2 separate regions of the Zea mays genome follow, and region 1 is linked to region 2. The links are chromatin contacts, called in public Hi-C maps. All regions are on one chromosome and are shown on one strand. Each heading gives the region's core, a stretch centred on a gene start, on an enhancer-like site or on the middle of the called end of the contact. The rest is flanking DNA. Distances are from core to core; before and after follow the strand shown. Region 1 holds the start of LOC100283511 (spliceosomal protein). Region 2 holds the start of LOC100283184.

Evidence for each region. Hi-C and Micro-C count contacts between places; a contact is called where the count stands out from the background.
Region 1: a Hi-C map of endosperm shows a contact between it and region 2, with 2.4 times the contacts expected there. The contact joins the promoter of LOC100283511 here to the promoter of LOC100283184 in region 2. A contact is called at or near these places in 2 of 25 Hi-C or Micro-C datasets (endosperm and tassel).

Annotation. Positions count from the first base shown.
Region 1 is chr9:142,996,256-143,000,304 of Zm-B73-REFERENCE-NAM-5.0, reverse strand. LOC100283511 (spliceosomal protein) reads right to left here and starts at 1,638. Exons shown (of 5, transcript NM_001156411.2): 1 at 1,444-1,638; 2 at 660-832. The coding sequence starts at 1,516.
Region 2 is chr9:142,635,098-142,639,229 of Zm-B73-REFERENCE-NAM-5.0, reverse strand. LOC100283184 reads right to left here and starts at 2,178. Exons shown (of 7, transcript NM_001156086.2): 1 at 1,695-2,178; 2 at 1,423-1,594; 3 at 1,095-1,312; 4 at 872-979; 5 at 659-784; 6 at 338-573. The coding sequence starts at 1,904.

The DNA.
Region 1 (4,049 bases), core at 389-2,888, 360 kb before region 2:
TCATACATGACAGCACATATTATTAAGCCTCCATTCCTGAATTCATAAAATAATGTGATCAGAGGGTAAGAAAAATATGTGTTTGACCTTATTTAAAGGTAAAGAAACAAGACGCTGCACCAAGAGCACTAGACAAGGATGTCTTTTGGTTGTTTAGCATTTAGATATAAGATGTGCGGGGTCCGAGGAAGGGTATCTTTCAGCGCCAAACCTTACCCGCATAATATGCAGAGGCCGGGGCTCAAACCCGGGACCTTCCGGTTACAGACGGTAGGCTCTACCGCTGCACCAGGCCCGCCCTTCATTTAGATATAAGAAGAAACGAGTGAAAATATCCTATAAAATATGAAGAATGTGCGCCTATACCATCAATCTATGGAATTCATTAGAAGAATTGAGAAAGGTAATCCTTCTCTGTTTCAGCACTGGCCAGTTATTATGTGTCACTGGATGTCTCGAGTCTCGACAACATATGGATGCTCAACTGAGCAACAAATTGCGGAGCAAATTGCAGAACATAAACTTTTGCAGGCCTACCATACAATAATGTCTGGCTCGGTACTCAAAGTAGGATATTGCTATACTCAAACATCCAAACCAAATGACCAGGTACAAATCAAAGTCTTGCAATACACGGAAATAATATAAGGATGCATTACCATTTTTTTGCCGTAGAAATCAAAGTCTTGCAATCCACGGAAAGCATTGGTAGCAGCTGTAATCTCGCTAAACACCACCCATGCCTGCCCTCTCAGTTTCTGTGTTTTCAGAGCCACCACATCCAGTATCCTTCCATACTGCGAGCACAGGGCATAAAGCGATCTCTTCAACTCTGCGCGGAAGAGAATCACACGTTTCGGCAATGAACAAAACGATGGTTGATGCTGATTAAACAAAATCAAGACATCGTATTCATGAACACATTTAGGAGGCTTTGGTCACTGGGCAGGGATATTACTCGGCCACACATATGACTCCCCAGTACAACCGACACTACACCCCAGACCTTTTGAGCTGGGTCGTCGGTACGCCATCACGGCAAACGCGCTATGTTCTTGTTCTGTGGAAGAAGGCAAGGATTTAACGAATTTCTACCGAGCCAGTGGATCAAAACGCGCTTAAATATGCCACTGGATTTCTGGCATACAGATAGCAAGAGTTCTCCCTAGACCCTAATGTCGAAAGCAGACATGGCCCAGTGAGAGAGAGACATATAGTTATTAAAGCATAATCAAAACCTATCAATCTCGAACTGTGCCTGCAGCCAAAATCTCAGAACACTGAATCATTTATCTATCTGTTCCGAACCTATCGATTCTGAACTGCACACACGACGGAGCTAACCGAATCCTAGAGCGACGCGACGCCGAGCAAATTCCCAGATCGAGAACCTAGGGTTTTAGGAGGAATTTTTAGGCGTGTGCAGGCGGATGAGAGCGGTACCTTCTTTCTTGACCTTCTCGTTGAGGTTGTTGAGGTAGATGGTCTGGTTTGGGGGGATGTCGGCGGACAGCATCTCGTCTACCTCCTCCGCTGCTGCCGCCGCCGCCGCAGACGAAAAACGCAGAGATTGGTGGTGGTGGTGGTGGTGCTTTCGGTTTCGGGCCGGGAAGCTCTTGCCGCGCGAGAGAGCGTGTTGGGTTCTTTTCCTCTCTCTCTCTCTTTTCTGGTGTGTCCGAATAGGTGGGCCTAGGCTGTGTATTTGGGGCTGGGACACTACGGCTGGCCTGTTTGTGGGTTGTGGGCGGAATAGTTCTGGGCCGAATAGCGTCCTGGCTTCGGAAACGGTTTCTGGACCAACCAGATTGCTGCGGAGAAGGATGGGTTACGGAACTGAAGCATCTGTCTATTTGACATCAGCAATATGACCATGATCAGACATTCAGACTTAGGTGTTGCTCAAACAATTGCAAGAGACCAGTTGCCAAAGCAGCCTAGTAAGAGGCCATGCAGCGTTCCTGGAAGCTGGCTGTTCGCTTCGTCGATCCATGCATCACTCCGTCGATATAACTCGGTCACCGTTGCAACAGACCAGTCGATATAACTCGCCTCGCCGGACAGCAGCATCTCCTCAACCTCATGCATCTGGAAGGATGCCCGGAATTGGATTCATCCGCATGCATGCTTGCTCGTTCGTTCAAACTTTGCAGGCTCCTGGTGCTGGTAAAAAAAAAGGAAGGTTTATTTTTGACTCGAACCAACAACCAAAGCGAAGAATGAACGTGCGCCTAGAAAGAATTTTATGCCTCGTATCGAACCAAATCAAAGAATGGATATGGATGTGCATGTTCAAATCCAAGACCAAGAGCGACTGAGCGAGTTCATTATTATTCTACGAACCTTATGCCGGATGCTCGCACTTCGCACCGCCCGACAGGAGCAGGGTACAGTGTGTTGATACTTGCTGCTCATGATTATGTTCACTGCGACTTTAAACTAGTTGTTTAAACTGATGCAGCTATAAATACTATTTATGATTCTAGCTTCGTCCTAGGCGCTGCGCATCAGCAGTTAGGCATGCCGTGCACGTGCAGTCGCCAGCAAGTTACAGCATGACAAGGCATACGTGACCTTATTAGAATGTACTGATTGAGTGATTGACGTGATATATGATCATAATTCAAACTTAAGTTTTCGTTTTCAAATCTGTCCATTTTAACCCTAATCCACCAGACTACAAGTTACACTCAATTTTGATATTAAGTAAGTAGTATACATGGTTTCTTATTCAGACGCCATGAATAATATAGTAGTGTAGTATGTGGTTTCTTATTCAGATGGTACCCTGCCATCACGAATTTCATGTTCGCCCAGATGCGAAAATGTCGTCTGGATATTGCATAGAATAAATATAGCATCGTTCCATTTTAGCCCTTGTTCGGTTATTCCCATTATACATGGATTGAATGGGATTGGAATTTTTTTTGAAGAACTTTGACTTGCTTGGGATTTAAACCCACCCAATCCCACTCAATCCACATGGATTGAGAGCTAACCGAACAAGCCCTTAGCAATTCAGGATCCCGTGGCTTTGATGCTGTCGGGGACCATAATTAGGGGTACCCTCAAGACGCCTAATTCTCAGCTGGTAACCCCCATCAGCATAAAGCTGCAAAGGCCTGATGGGTACGATTAAGTCAGGAATCAGTCCACATGAGTGACTCGATCACGCTTCACCCGAGCCTAGCCTCGGCCAAGGGCAGCCGACCTCGAGAGACTTCCGTCTCGCCCGAGGCCCCCCTTTTTACGGCGGACACATCACCGGCTCGCCCAAGGCCTTGACTTCGCTCAGAAGCAACCTTGACTAAATCGCCACACCGACTGACCAAATTGCAGGAGCATTTAACGCAAAGGTGGCCTGACACCTTTATCCTGACACGCGCCCCCGGCAGAGCCGAAGTGACCGCCGTCACTCCACCGCTCCACTGGCCAGTCTGACAGAAGGACAGCGCCGCCTGCGCCACTCCGACTGCGCTGCCGCTCGACAGAGTGAGTCTAACAGGCAGTCAGGCCTTGCCAAAGGCGCCACGGCGAACTCCGCTCCGCCCGACCCCAGGGCTCGGACTCGGGCTAAGACCCGGAAGACGGCGAACTCCGCTCCGCCCGACCCCAGGGCTCGGACTCGGGCTAAGACCCGGAAGACGGCGAACTCCGCTCCGCCCGACCCCAGGGCTCGGACTCGGGCTAACACCCTGAAGACGACGAAACTCCGCCTCGCCCGACCCCAGGGCTCGGACTCCGCCCTGGCCTCGGCCGAACGACTTCCGCCTCGCCCGACCCCATGGCTCGGGCTCGGCCTCGGCAACAGAAGACAGACTCGGCTTCGGAGGAGCCCCCACGTCACCCTGCCTAGGGCACAGACCCACCACGTCAACAGGAAGCGCCATCATCATCCTACCCCGAATCGACTCGGGTCACGGAGAACAAGACCGGCGTCCCATCCGGCCAGCTCCGCCGGATGGGCAATGATGGCGCTCCACAAACTCTATGACGACGGTGGCCCCCAGCTCTCTTACGGAAGCAGGACGACGTCAGCAGGGACTCGACCG
Region 2 (4,132 bases), core at 929-3,428:
GGAACATCCAACTGTACCTAACCAAAGAGAATGGACAAACTAGGTTAGTAGTTTCTACTGCACTGCTTCCTAAATGTGAACTATCCTCTGCTAATGGATCTTTTTATTTCTGCAACACCAAACACATGGGAAATGAATGAGACCAAAACATGCAGCATAATTTGTGAAGCATTTCTGCATTGTTACTATATGCCCCAAGCTCCTAAACAGAGTATCAAGAATGAATCAGTGAACAAAGAATTTGCACACGCTAAAAAAGCTTCATGACCAAGAATGTGCATACAACTACAAAGGGAGTGGAGAAATACATGAACTGCAAGAGAAAATAAGAACATGCCTTTCTTCCAACATTGCAGATCCCTCCTCGAATATTTCTTCCACTGAACCCAATGAAGCAGATTTGCTGAGCTTTCCAACAGAACTATGAGACCTTTTACCAAAAATAAGATGCTTCAACTTGTTCTGATTTTTCTTTGGAGACAATGCTGGTGGTGTTGAACAATGATCAGATGGGATGATGTCGACAACCACACATGTGGTGTCATCTTTCAGCCCACTTGTCTTCAGAGCTTGCTGGACAAGCAAGATGGTTACTAATTAGACGATTGAGATAATAAAGTACAGGATGATGTAATAGCCCAGCCACATTTATAATCACCTTAACAACAAGTTTTGCAGCCAGTTCTGCACGTAATCCCCGGCACGCCTGAGCAGCACTCTCTGAGGACAGAGCGTCCCATATTCCATCTGATGCAATTATTAGTCTTCCACCAGTATTTGGGAGCTACAATTACCAAAAGAAAACCACATGTTAACAAAGGATATGTTAAGAGCTAAATTCTTTCCTTTTAACCAAAACTCATGATTTCACCTTCACTTGCTTGACATGTGGAATCGGTACAATGAACTCGCCGACATCAGTATCCCCAATTGACCTTGAAAGGCACAATCCACCTGGCCAGCATCGGAGAGGACCCACCTAAAAAAGGGAGAAATTAATTAAAAAATCCCATGCAGAAATGTTTCCAAAGCATAGAGCTCATATTGTATCCTAGAATCCTTCTTCATCAAAATGACTGAGCAGTGAGCACTACCTCCTGTCCACCACAGAGATTAAGCCGGCTGACCTCTCCTCCACTCGCTGTGACGCGCTCACGCTCCTCTGCATTCTCCTCTAGCCGGTGATCCACAGTCAGCAATGAGACCTCGCCTCCCTGTGTATCCAGAATGCACCTAGAATCTCCCACCGACGCCACAGTGACCGTGAACCCATCAACCACAACAAGTGTCGCCGTCGTTCCTGACGTCTCACCTGCACCAGTTCCCAGAATTAGCATCTTTTCAGCGAGGTTAGCCCAGATACTCAACGGCATTGCAGTTGAAAGGAAGCCAAAGATCACTCGGTGAGTTGGTGCCATCTACCCTTGCGCTGGAAGTCAATGTCTGTCTTGACGAATCCTGCGACGAGCGCGCGCGGCAGCGCCTGTAGCCAGTCCTCGCGACTGATGCCCTCGGGCACCGCGCTCATCACGTGCTCCAGCAATTTCTCCTTGCTGAACACCGCCGCCGACACGCCATTGTGGCCGTCGAATACCTGCGAACCGCAGATCCGTCAAACCAAACAAACAGACCATCACATCACCGAACCCAAACGAGACACCAAAAGAATATCTTAGGGGGAAAAGTGGGCCTACAGCGAAGACGGAGAAAGAGGAGGAAGGGTCTCCGGGGACGCGGAGGCAGTCGGGCTTGACGAGGAAGTAGTCCTCGCCGCGCTTGGCGAAGCCAGAGTGGCCGTAGCGCACGTGCGGGCGCTCGGTACCGTCGCCGCGGAGCTCGCGGCCGATCAGAGTGGCCAGGGGCAGCGCCGGGGAAAGATTTCCCTCGCTGGCGGCGAACGCCATCGCAGCCTCGCGCCGCGGTCCTACAGAAGAAGCGCCCTTCCAAGAGCCGGCCGAAACGGCGGCATTTTCCGCGCGGAAAATGCTCTGGTCAGAGGTCACTGCGGGGGATACGGCGAGCGGGATCTGGGATCACGCGAGTCGCACACGGATTTGGAGGCAATGGCGACGCAATGCCGTCGGCGACGCGCTTGGATTTTGGGGATTTGGCGAGGGCCGTGAACAGAGGGACGGCAAAAGGGGACGAGGATTTTAATCAGCTGATCAGAGAGTGAGAAGGTGCAGGATCGTATCGAGATTTTAGCGTAAAACAGGGTGGTTCGTGCAAAATCACCGGCCAGTGCAGTCACTGGTCAGCCCCAGCTCAGGCAGCCAGCCGTCAGCACCGCCGCAGCCCCAGGGCTGCGTGTGCTGCTTGATTAAGTGGTGGTCAATGGTGGTTTACAGCTTTCGGGATTAAGAAAAGCGTGTCTACAGTGGATTTTGTTGCTGTCGTCTCGTGGTCACCGTGTCGGTATCTACTTGTTATGTCTTGGTGTCAGGTGACTAGAGACTCATGTCATGTGCCATGCCATTCCAGCAAGGCAGCAAGTCAGCATGTCCACATGCAGTTGCAATAAAAATAATCGCAAAGGTATAGACAAAGTATTCACAAAATCTATCGATGTAATACCATTTTTACGTAGGAATAAAAAAATATTTATTCAAAAGTAAAGTACATTATTCAACCAATCAACCAACATCCACCTTATATGATAGTTTGATTTTTTAACCTTAAACTACAAATAAATAGGGTAACATACGTCCTTTAAGTTTTAAATTAACTATTATAGCTAGATAAATTTAGGGCCTGTTTGTTTACCTCCATGGATTATATAATCTGGATTATTTTTGGAGGATTATATAATTTGGATTATATAATCTGAGTAGTCCTGTTTGTTTACCCAGATTATTTGAGTTGTTAATAGGATTCTTTTGTATGAGGAAGACAAGAATGCCCTCTATATTTGTACTAGGTTGAAACTCATATATATATATATATATATATATATATATATATAAAATAATTCAATTGACATTGGCAAATATTGCATTAGCAATATTATCACGGAAGGCATTCATGTCACCTTCTTCATCCCCAAATTGACTAGTACTAGGCGCAAAAACGATTCGGTGGATTATAATGGCAATGGTGGGTAATTTCTAGGAAACTTGAAAGGGTAGTGGGGAAGTGGGAAAAAATAATCTGAAATAAGCACCTCCTCACTTGCTTATGGATTATCATAATCCAAAGGGTTAGATTATATAATCTGGACAAATAAGCTGGACTGTTTGTTTGCCTCTTAGGATTATTTAATCCAGATTATATAATCCGGGGGTAAACAAACAGGCCCTTAGTCTTCGTTTTAAAACTGGTTTTCTATTTAAAAAACGGTTCAACCTTTAAAAAGTCATTAATAGTTTATTTTAAACAAAGAATAAACCTATTGCCAATTTTCTTCTAAAAATATTATGTATTTGTAACTATCTATTTGAAACCGTTTAGATTTTGTTTATTTTAAATAAATAGCTAGTATTGTCAGCATTTGGTGGAGGTCATGCATTGAAATGCTAACAAAATGTCTTTTAAGAATCCATCGACAAAAGATAGATCCACAATGAATCTAGCTTAGTGCCAATTTAACATCTTGGGGCCCTACGTCTTGGGGGCAAGCCATGTGTCGACCAACCCTACAAGCCAAGGCCTTTACGTAGGAGCTCTCGACACTCCCCATTCCCCAACACGCCATCGGTACAGGATGATCCTAGGTGGCATGACCGCGAAAACGTGTGCACCCCAACTAAGTTGATCACACAACGTCGGGTGGTTGAGATAAGCCTCTTGTCCTTCGTATTCATTGTAAGGGGGCAACATTGCAATAAAATTGTCACTATAGTCATGCCTGAGGCTATAGACACACCCACAAATACTATGCAGTACATGTAGCTGCAATGGTTACCAATTGCACTGGACATGATGACATGGAACGTTATTGTATCCATGTTTATGGTCGCAGGCATACCTGCAAGCTCTATGTTGTGCTTGCACCTACAAAGCAAAGCCCGCGAAGACACCCATGGGAACCGACGGACACTTGGACCTCGACAACGGCGGTAAGTCCGTTGATCAAAAGGTATACCGGTCTATGATAGGTTTTTTGCTTTATCTTTGTGCTAATAGACCGAATATA